Regions from separate parts of the Mus musculus genome. Here all the other regions are linked to region 2. Evidence: chromatin contacts called from public HiCAR-type and HiChIP or PLAC-seq data. All regions are on one chromosome and are shown on one strand. The core of a region is the stretch at or near the end of the contact, and the rest is flanking DNA. Distances in the headings are between cores, read along the strand shown. Region 1 holds the start of Tmem230 (transmembrane protein 230). Region 2 overlaps Adra1d (adrenergic receptor, alpha 1d). Region 3 holds the start of Slc23a2 (solute carrier family 23 (nucleobase transporters), member 2).

The links. HiCAR-type assays count read pairs that join an accessible place to other places. HiChIP or PLAC-seq counts read pairs in DNA pulled down with a chosen protein or histone mark.
Region 1: a contact with region 2 is called in a HiCAR-type map of astrocytes, with 3 times the contacts expected there. The contact joins the promoter of Tmem230 here to the enhancer-like site in region 2. A contact is called at or near these places in 5 of 39 promoter capture datasets (the 3T3-L1 cell line, the SN4741 cell line, cranial neural crest and 2 more), 6 of 484 Hi-C or Micro-C datasets (B cells, adipose-derived mesenchymal stem cells, cortical neurons and 3 more), 4 of 115 datasets of contacts at active chromatin or transcription factors (astrocytes, craniofacial prominence, embryonic forebrain and 1 more) and 1 of 9 other capture datasets (embryonic stem cells).
Region 3: a contact with region 2 is called in a FOXA1 HiChIP or PLAC-seq map of pancreatic cancer cells. The contact joins the promoter of Slc23a2 here to the enhancer-like site in region 2. A contact is called at or near these places in 5 of 39 promoter capture datasets (the HPC-7 cell line, the SN4741 cell line, cranial neural crest and 2 more), 5 of 484 Hi-C or Micro-C datasets (embryonic stem cells and pro-B cells) and 8 of 115 datasets of contacts at active chromatin or transcription factors (VIP interneurons, embryonic stem cells, epiblast stem cells and 4 more).

What each region holds. Positions count from the first base shown.
Region 1 is chr2:132,246,103-132,249,605 of GRCm38.p6, reverse strand. Tmem230 (transmembrane protein 230) reads left to right here and starts at 1,818. Exons shown (of 4, transcript NM_027478.3): 1 at 1,818-2,033. It overlaps Pcna (proliferating cell nuclear antigen), which reads left to right. Exons shown (of 6, transcript NM_011045.2): 6 at 1-320.
Region 2 is chr2:131,547,267-131,550,711 of GRCm38.p6, reverse strand. All of the region lies in intron 1 of Adra1d (adrenergic receptor, alpha 1d), which reads left to right. All of the region lies in intron 1 of Gm39938 (a long non-coding RNA gene), which reads right to left. Among named protein-coding and RNA genes, the nearest start is that of Gm39938, 11 kb to the right of the region's middle. Within about 2 kb of position 2,156, at least 49 of the 459 cell types and tissues checked have an H3K27ac peak or open chromatin away from gene starts, as enhancers often do. A contact at or near this core is called in the SN4741 cell line, adipose-derived mesenchymal stem cells, astrocytes and 2 more, where this site is marked.
Region 3 is chr2:132,143,705-132,147,135 of GRCm38.p6, reverse strand. It overlaps Slc23a2 (solute carrier family 23 (nucleobase transporters), member 2), which reads left to right and starts at 2,028. Exons shown (of 16, transcript NM_018824.2): 1 at 2,028-2,124. Gm14051 (a long non-coding RNA gene) reads right to left here. Exons shown (of 3, transcript XR_866753.3): 1 at 2,551-3,431.

The sequences.
Region 1 (3,503 bases), core at 569-3,068, 700 kb before region 2:
AAATTGAGAAAACTAAACCTTTGAAGATTGCTCCTGAGATGCCAGCGTGTCCTGAGGTCTTTTCTGTCACCAAGTTTGTACCTGAGTATTCTTAAATATTAAAATAAAATATGTAGATATCTTCTGTAAATAACCTACTTTCTTTTCTCTCCATTCTCCATAATTTGCTTAAAGAATAAGCTCCAAAGTAAAAACTAGTTTTGTTAACATGAATGTTTCTGCTTTACAAATACTGGTGATTTTCATCAATGATCTTGACGCTAAATGCAGTTTTAAGAAATATTGTTCAATTTAAATAAAGTTAACAATTTGAAAAGTCATAGAGCAGTGCCGCCTTTGTACCATGGCTACTGAATAGTTATACCCTGTTAGGTAAATGGGCTTTTGTTCTCTCTTCCATCGTGGAGATAGCAATAAAAAAATGTTTCTCTTGAGTTTATGTAATTACGTTGTGCAAAGTTTTCTGGTAGCCTTGTTTGGGATGTAGCTCTTTTAAAATACAACTTTAATGGCAGTGCAGGGGGTGGGGTGGATAAATCTCTCCCTAGGCCAACCAGGACTACATACAGTCCATCTTGAGTGAAGCAAAGGCCCAAACTTCGTGGCTACTTGATCCAAGAAGGGTTAAAAAGGCCCTGTGGTTTTGATCATGATATGCTACATAAAACTAAAGAATATTTGAGTATATTTATTGTGTATGTGTGAGGCTCATGTGGGGGTCAGGACAATTTTATAGGAATTGGTATACCCCAGCACCCTGGCTTCCAGGGGTTGAATGAAGTTCTTCAAGCTTGGTGACAAATTATCCTACCTCCCCTCTCAGTTTTTATGTGTGTGTGTCTTTTGCAGGTATGAGTGAGCATGCGTGTGTTAACCTGGTTTGGTGTGGGGAACCATTTTCAGTTCTTGCTATATTTCAGCAGGATCTCAAACCATGGCTAGTATAGAGCCTGTTTGCTCTGTTCCGGGAGGCCACATTTGAAGGCCTTTAAATACTAAGCTCTATCTGTGGACCCCAAGATATTTTTCCTTTGTATTTCATGTTTGACAGTATGTAGACAATACAGCTTTGTTCTGGGAGGTTGTTGGTTAGAGCTCATGCCTAGTAGCTACAACTGTTCAATACTTTGAGCCAATTAAGTGCAGAAGGAAGTAGCCTGCAAATACTGCTCTCAGAGAACTCTGGAGTGGTGGGAATGCTTTATCAAGACGTCACTTTCATGAGGATGAATGTTAGAACTCAGCTGTGTCTGGTAGGTAGGACACTTACCTGGGTAGTGTTTAATAATCAGGTAGTAATAACAAGATTTTGGGGCTGTGAGAACGCTAATTAGTGAGTGGTGACCAGTGTCAGCATAGGGGTGTTTAGGACAGGGCAAGATTCCTGGTGGGTATCCCTTGTCCACCCCTCTGGATACCCAGGACTCTGCTGTGCACCGATGTGGCCATGGGGTCAGGACTGGAACCTCAACAGTTTTGCTGTGAACTCGATCCTGGTGGGTGAGACCCTAAGTACGCGCCCGCCCACCCTATGGAGGTAGCAGGTCCTGGTCACCAGGGCAAAAGCAAGCCGCTACCCGGTTGAGCATGGTGGCATTCGCCATTTGTCCCAGGCAAACCTTATGTTCGAGGCCAGCCTAATCAGCATCCTGAGTTCCAGGACAGCCTGCGCTACGTAAAGAAACGCTACCAAACATAAAACAAGACAGCAATGAAGCCCTCCAGCCATGTGCCCTGGAAGCAAGATTCGATGACACGATTTCCTGGTGACAGCACTTCCGGTGCGCCTCTATCCGCCACGTCACTTCCGCTGGGCTGTCCTTAAGACCGCCCCTTCCGCTTGGCTGTTGAGCGAGCCTTGCGAGCGCGCCTAACGGAGAACGGGGAGCGCAGCGCGGGTAGGGGGCGGGCGCGCGCTCCCGGAAGCCAGCCGCGAGACCTGGCCCTGCCACCGAGGCTGCTTCCCGGAGACAGTTAGTTCACGTTGGCGGCGGCGGAGGGCGACGAGAGGTTGTCCACAGCGCCACGCTTAGGTCCTTGTGGGCCCGGGAGGGTGGGCAGAAATCGTGGTGGGGCCGGTAAAAAGTGTAGCAGAAACTTGGGCTGATAGTTTTTTAAGTTGTCATTTACTATGTGATAACGCCACTCTAGAATCCCTTGCTAAGAAAAACAAATCTTCCCATTTCGTTGTCGTGCTGCAACGTTTTTGTTTTGGTGCGAGTTTATAAGTGGAAAGTACATAACTTTATAACTTGTAATACAAATCAGGCATGGTTTAATGCTTCGAAAATCCTGCTTATTGGTAGCTTCAACTTTTAGATATGAGGAATTAAACATGTTATGGGATGGCAACATCAAAAACCTAGTACCTAAGGTTTAGAAATGTAAATGGATTCCCGTTGCTCCTTTTTAGTACTTCTGAACTAGGATGTAATTAACCAAAACGCAGAAACACTTGACACCAGTTTTTTGCATGCTAGTTACTTAAGGTCGACTGTAATACCAGTGTCTGGCAGCTCATTAAGATCGAAAAAATATCACATGCCATTGTGGAGATTATGTGCAAAACATCACACCAGTGAAGGCCACTTAGTTTTCTTCTTAAAGATGGACTTTTTGCGTTTAGAATTCAAATGCCATTGCAAATAAAATAGTCTGTTTTGTTTACATAATTGTATGACTTTATAAAGAATCCACACATTTCATTTATGGTAGGGGAGAGTGTCTGGTCTTCCTATGTTGCCCAGACTGGCCTCCAACTTCGTATATCCACACCTTTCTTCCCAAGTAGTTGGGATTAGAGTAACCTACTGAAGTACTGAGCTTAAATTTCAAACTTTTAAGATTTAAACGTCATTGCTTTTAAATTTTACCTACTCTCAAATAATTCAGTAGTTATGATTTTTATTATGTCTGTCTGCTTTGAATAGTTTGAGTAAAACGGATTTTTAGATCCGTTTTTTCAGGAGCTACATGATGTGGAATGTAAACTCACTTGTTTCATGCTTGGGATGGGAGCAGAGAGGCAGGTGGCCGTGGATGTCTAGTGTGGTATGGATAGCCAGGGCGTTTCCCACATGGATAAGAATTTGTACATAGAACCGTACCACACCTAGAAGTAGACACGATGCTGATGTGTGTGTCATTCCTTATCCTCCTCCTCCTCCTTTCATGGCAGACAAAAAAGTTATGTGAATTTATGCTCCTGAGGAAAGTTAAGGGGTAGGCAGTACTGTAAGGGAGGGGTTGAAAATGTGAACATTGGACTTTAGAAAATTAGGCCAGAAACATCGGTAGCAGATTGAACAGAGCCTGATTCTTGGTGAAGTGCCTTTGGTGTCTTTCTGTGAAGTCAACCTAGATCCATAAAGGAAGCATGCTTAGTGTGTACAAGAAGTGTCGGGTCACCGTAAGCAGTGAAACGCCTAAGCTACCATGGGTAGCATGTGGCACAGCAGCTCGGAACAGTATCTGACATCCTTTCCTGGGCTGTACTGGGACTG
Region 2 (3,445 bases), core at 907-3,406:
GAGCTTTCTTATTGGGTCATTGCTTGGGAGGCTGCAGTCTGATTGGCTGGCTGGCCGTTTGGGGGCAGGTGGTGGGGCAGCATGTCATGGCAGCAGTGAGTGGCTAAAAACAGAAGAGAATGAAAGAGAGAGAGAGGGAGAGGGAGAGGGAGCTAAATCCTCTAGCTAGTCCCTAGTCCCTACTTTTTTTTTTTTTTTTTTTTTTTTTTTTTTTTGGTTTTTTGAGACAGTTTCTCTGTGTAGCCCTGGCTGTCCTGGAACTCACCTTGTAGACCAGGCTGGCCTCAAACTCAGAAATCCGCCTGACTCTGCCTCCCGAGTGCTGGGATTAGAGGCGTGCGCCACCACACCAGGCTTTAGTCCCTACTTCTTAAAGGTTCCACCACCTCCCAGGAGCTGCATAGACTGGGGAACCACACTTTCCAGAAAACTAACACCCCTCGTACAGGACTTGTGGGAAGGCAGGTGGGTGCAACCAAGCCAGCAGGGTGGAAACTGAACAGGGGTGTGGGTGAGGGGCTGAGGGAAGCCCAAATAGGAGGACCTCCTTGTGTCTAAACGGAAAGTAGGTGGAAGGCACCCCGTGTGGAGCTGTCACTTCTTACACACTGCCAGGTATGTAAGAAGAGCATCAGGGACAACCATGCGTAACAACCCAAAAGCAAGAGAAGGTAGGCCATCACAGAGAACAGAGTGCCCACATAGCTCATGCAAAGACACACTGCAGACAGAGAGTGCCAGAGCAGGGCTGCAGCACTGGGGGACTGGAGAAAGGTAGAGGCTACAGCTGGCAGCACACAGTAGCCTCCTTGGTAAAAACAACTTCTAAAGCAAGTTTGCCCAGCTGGGCTTTGTACCCATAAGAAATCAGAGAATGATGTTCAGGATGGGGGAGTGAGCCCACTAGAACCAAGGAGGAGTGTGCCCGAGTACTGAGAGTGGTATAGCCTCAGCCCCAAGACTCCTGTATACCCATTGAGACTTTCATAGCCTTAGTCTGTACTGTGTTGCTATAACAAAATAGTTGAGATTAACAACCTTATAAAGAAAAGAGGTTTATTTGTCTCTCAGTTCTGATAGCTGGGAAGCCCAGACAACATCATCATCAGTATCTAGGAAGGGCTTATGGGAACAACACAGAATGGAAGAGAATGGAAGGGGAAATGGCAGAGTATAAGAGAAATAGATATATGTGGTGGTCTTGCTTTATATCCCAGTGTCATGAGAATTATCCCAGTCTTATAAGACCTGGCCCACTCCCACCAGACAGCATTAACCCTTCCATGAGAATGGAGCTGCCCCCGCCACCACCACCACCACCACCTACCTTCCACAAGGCCCCATCCATTACACATTGTCCCACCTCAATATGCACTGAGGGCCAAGCTTCCGCAGCACCGGTAACAAAGCTGATGCACTGATGGGGGATGAGCAGGTAAAGCAGCTGGTGGATCCACCAGCTGTCTCTGGCAGACTGCAACAAAGAAGCCTGAGTATCCTAAGCAGTATATCTGCACACCGTGGTTAGAAAGAGAGTAAGAACTGATTGTGGCAGAGGCTGTGGGGCCCACCTGTTTCCCTCAGATCTCCGGTTTGCACAGGCCCACTCCTAAGTGCCTGCCTGCATCTCTTACCCACAGGCTTCCGTAACTTACTCCTTTTTGCAGCCCATCCAAAATGCAGTCCATATAAGTGGGGAAATTTAATTAGTGAAGAAATCAGCTAGAGAATGATGGAGATGAGTGTTAGGTACCCACATCCCTCACCATTGGTGGGAAAACCCAAAACTCCCCTTAGGGGTTAAGCCTCAGTTTCTCACATTAGCAACTGACTTACCAGTCAGCAGCTACCCAAGGTGTTTCACTATCAGGCTAAACGCTTGCACTTGAACCCTGTCCTATCTCAGAGCTTGCTTCTGAGAAAACTCAAAGTAAGTCAGACCTCAAGGGAAGCAGAAGGAAATTGTTGGGGCTGGAAGCCTGCCTTTGAATCCCAGCCCCTTCGGGTGTGAGAAATTCCCTGTTCCAGGAAGACTCTGCAAAAGTCAGTTGTGCATAAATTAAAGTATCAATGTCTGCAGTAAGACTGGGACAGCACTAAAACATGGCATGCTGTCCACATATCTGAATAAAACCAGGCTGGCAACAACCACTGGACAACATAGTCCACTGATGTGTCAGCCACTGCTAAACAGAAAAAAATGCAGTCTGAGTCAGAATGGCATTTCCAGCATTTGGCTTGACTTTGCAGCCATTGAGGGATGCTATCCTTGAGGGTGCTCTTCCTGCAGGACAGGATCCTTCCTTCGGGCATTTTCCAGGGACTGCCTAACCCTTCTGCAGGGGGAAATAAGCCTTGCTGAGCCCTGGTACCCATAACCCCGCCGTATTTCAGCTACTGTTTCTGACCGCTCTCTAGATACAGTCAGTAAGTCCTTTCCCAAGTCTGTGGTACCTCTCTGAAAAGCCACAGGGCAGGGGAGGGATAAGTAGGGGTGGGTGAGTGGGTAGGTGGGTTGTTTGGTGGGTTAGTTTGCTTGCTGTTCTAAGAATTGAACCTGGGGCTCTCAAATGCTGCATGAGTTCTCTAGTACTGATCTATATTATCTCTACCCCAACACATTTAGATTAAAATCCTGCTAAGCACTGAGCCCTGAAATTTATGAATCCCATCCAGAGAATTATTATTGTCTCCAGCTCACAGAAAAAGAAAGTGAGGCTTTCAGTGGCCAAGTAGCTTGCCAGGGGCAGCATGAGCAGGTGGGAAAAGGCTGGGCTGTGTGGTGGGTACTGTCCTCTCCTTCCACCATCTCTTAGCATCAGGAACTGTTTCTCCATGTGGGTAGTAGGTGATATGCAAGGGTCTCTGCCATATTGGGGTAAATCAGGGGGAGAATTTGTCAGAGAATGCCATGCCTGGCCTTCTCTGTCTCTCAGATCTGCAGGCTTTGTCCAGAGTGACGCTTGTGCTGAGGATGAGATAGGTGAGAGGTGACCTCTAGGCAGCACCTTTGCACTCAGTCTCCTTCCCCTGAGAACGGCTTCCTTGGAGTCCGTATTGGGGATACTAATGGAGATATTTGTGGAAAACCAGGTCTTAGTGCCCGTTTGCACTTGTCTGGTGTTCTGTTCCCCCACCTAAAACCATCCCAGCTTTTCCTCAACACTTTCCCGGGCACAGCCCTACAGGGCTACATTTTGACAGCCATGGGTATTGTGCTCTGAACTGGGTCTCTCACCAGCTTAAAAATAACCAGAGCTCTAACTCCCCCACTGAAGGAAAGCTGTGCCTTAATTCAAGGTCCTCCATTATGGAGCCTAGATGAGATGTGAGCTCACCCTACAGGATAGCCACAGGCTCCGTGCCTGTCCCATCCTGCCTAAGTCTGAGATGGTTGGAAGCTGTCGCTGAGCCTACGATCAGCCCTGTGCCCCATTGGTAGTCA
Region 3 (3,431 bases), core at 779-3,278, 600 kb before region 2:
TTGACTCGGTACATGTACACTCTGGGGGGGGGGCACACACAAATGGGGCATTTATAGTTTCTGGAAACATTTGGGAAGTGTGTCTAGAAGTTCAGAAATGACTGGTCTGGAAAGAGAGGTAATGGGGGAAGAGGGTGGTGAGAAGCAGAGAGCATGGGGAGCCTGAGGAGAAAAGGGCATCAAGGGGACCAACGTCTTTAGAAGCCCACACCTGAGAAATCCTTCCATCACCAACCTGGGTGGAAAAGAGTGGGACAGTCAGGAAGGCTGAGTGGCTTTATCACATAAAAACATCTCCAGGAGGGGGTTAGTCAATGGAATGTTACTAAGCCAAGGAAGGAAAAAAAAAAAAAAAAGATCTGTAAACAGGCAAAAGGATTTGGCACTTAGAAGGTCACAGATGACGTCTGAGAAAGCGGGAGACTGATGGTGCTTTATAGTGCTTGTTGAGTGCGGAGGGTGGGGGAGGAAGAGATGCAGGAAACCAGGGAGGGAGGGGGGAAACCCGGAGTGAGGTAGTGCTTTAGGATTGGAGGTAAAACTATAAAGGGGGAGTTAGGGAGTGGGAGACAATATATATGGGGGGAAATGAAGAAAAGAGATGAACTGAAAAGATCAGGGGTTCTTGATCTTGGAACAGGCCTTCTATTCCAAAAGGTTCCATATTGTGGAGCAGAACACACACATTATGTTTTTAAGGGTGGCTGGAAACTCTGGCATAGAAAGAGTTGTGTGCTTCTCTGGTGCTGGTTACAGAATCATCTCTTTTCTTCATCTTCAGTGAAGATGAAATACTAACCTATGGTCTTCCAGGGTATGCTGGATTTTACAATTCAACTTACTGTTTTTTAGGGTTTTTTTTTTTTTTTTTTTTTTTTTTGAGACAGGAGTCTAAGTAGCCCAGGCTGACTTCAAATTCATCGTCTTCCTGCCTCTGCCTGCAAAATGCCGGGATTACAGGTGTGCACCACTAAGCCTCACTGGTTTTATTTTAGTGTGAGACTTAGAGAATTATATATTGATTCTCTCAGCTCGTCCGCACTAGCCTACTTTATAAAATGCCCGTCTTTGCTGGTTACGGCATGCCTCTATTGATCAGTGTGCTACCAGTCCTCAAGACTGCCAAACATAAACAATTCAGGAATAAAATCTGCTTTTTGTTTTTAAAGATGAGGTCAGCTGTGGTCGACCATTCTTTATGGCTCTCCGGAGTTGCTTGGGGATGAAAGGAATTACTGGGTTAGAAAAACAACCAAGACAGTGGTTTCAAGATGGAAGACAGAAGAGAGAGCTAATTATTAGGGTTTTGTTTGTTTTGGTGGAGGTAAGAACGTGGTTTAGTTACAAGTTAGTATCTTAGACCACCGCCTGCAGCATCACCTAGAAACTTCCTGGAAATGCAAATTTCGAAGCCACACTTCAGTTTCAGCACCGCTGGGGGTGGTACCCAGTTTTAATGATGCCCCCCTGGGCAAGACTGCCCGGCCTAAGTGCTATGTGTTTATTGACACGCGGCCTTTTGACTCACAGCCTAAGTGCCCATCCAGCAGGCATTCCTTGGGGGGTACACTTGAGAAATACAGAATAGCAGGTTGCCCCCAAACCCGCTCTATCAGAACACACGCCCCAGAGAAATCAAGCCTGGTGTGTCTTCTCCCGCGTCAGCATAAGCAAGGAGGCTCTCTTTCCCCAGCGAGTTCGGAAGCCTGACGGCCCAATTGGATACGCCGCGAAATTGCTTTAAAGCGGGTTACCCACTGAGCCGGGTACACTGCACCCCTCTCGCTGTCACCCCACAGCTACTGCAGGGCTTGGGGTCCTGCAGGGTAGAAAGGAGGCTCTGAAGGGGAGAGCCTGCGAGCGTCGAGCATCCTAGGCGGCCCCCCCGGAGCAGGTGTGTGGGGAAGGGTCTGCGGCTCGGCGCCCCGGGGCGCGCGGGCGGAGCCGGGGGTCGGGCGGGGAGGGGCCGGCGCGCGGGGCGGGCGGCTGCGCGGCTCCCGCCCCCGGCCCGCCCCTCCGCGGCGCCATTTTGCAGGCGGCTGCCGCGGGGACCCAAGGCGGCGGCAGGCACTGCGGCGCGAGCGGTGCGATCGGCGGGACGCGAGCCCAGCGAGCTGCAGGCAGGTGAGAGCCGGGCCGCCGCGCCCCACGCCCCACGCCGGGTCCGCGGCAGCACCTGCCGGCAGCCCCGGTTGCTCGCCGAGCCCACGAGGCCGGCCCGCGCGGCCCCCGCGCGCTGTCACCCACCCGCGGCGCGGCCTGCGCCCCCACGCCGGCTCGCGCGGCCCGGCGGCCCCGGCTGCAGTGTCAGGCCGTGCGTCCCCGGCGCTCACTGCCGCCCCGCCGGGTGCCCCCGGGACAGCCACCGTGGGCTCGCCGTGCTGCGTGGCTTGCTGCGCGCCCCTCCCCAGGTGGTGCGCCCCGCATCCCCGCGCCCGGGGATTCAGGGTCAGCCCGAGGGGCGGGGGATGGCGGTGCTGTTTCCAGTCTGGCTTCCTTCCCTCTTTGCGGAAGGCGACACGGAGTAATTTTAGATGCCGCTGCACCAACCTTGCGACCTTTCACGCTGGCCTGCCCCGCAGGGGTCCGGGGTCGCCTTGTTGCCTGCGCTCTTGACCGAGAAATTGACATTGGAGTGTGATAACTTGAAGGTGAAGAATTGTCTTCATCGTTTGGCCGGAGATGTCCCATTAGATGTGTAGCCTATGGGAACTCGGCCTTCATTCCGGATGAGGGGCTTTAAGCGGGTCTGATGGGAAACTCCTGATTTTCAGCGCAAGGGGTGAGGGCAAGTGCACAGGGAAGAAAGTTAGCTTTTTGAAGGCTACTTGGGGTTGGGGCATTTGTAGTAGCTGTTAGTCTGCTTTTTGCGGTGCTGGGAGACCGGATGATGGCGAAGATGCTATCCCTTCTGACGCTTGGGTCCTCTGAACTAAGGCGGCCAGGGATGTGAGGATCTGGTATCTGAGTCCTGAGACAGCCTGGTTTGAGCTGTCATTAACTGGCCATGTGACTTCCCTTAGGCAGTTTTCTCCTTTCTGAAGGCTAGGCTAGGTGGCTGAAATTTTTCTGTTTTTTGTTTGAGTGCTATTGGGCTGAGGCCTCACCTGCTCCGTTTCTCTCATCTGCCCTTTCATCTTGTGTGACTTTGCTGGCCTGCTCCTTTAAGGTGTTTGACTCTGGTGAAGTTTGTGAGAGGCCTTCTTCACCTCTTAGAAGTTCAGGATTCTCTGCTGGGTTATAGTTGACCTTATCAGGGTCACTTTAGAACTACTCTCTATGCTTAGCTCATCCAAAAGTTAATAGCTTTGGGCAGTTGAGGCTGTCCACCGTGTTAGCACTCATGACACACCTGGTAGTTAGTTAAAAGGAGGCCCTGAGCATCCTCAGGCAGACATCAGCGAGGCATGAGGTATCTGTTCTCTAGACAA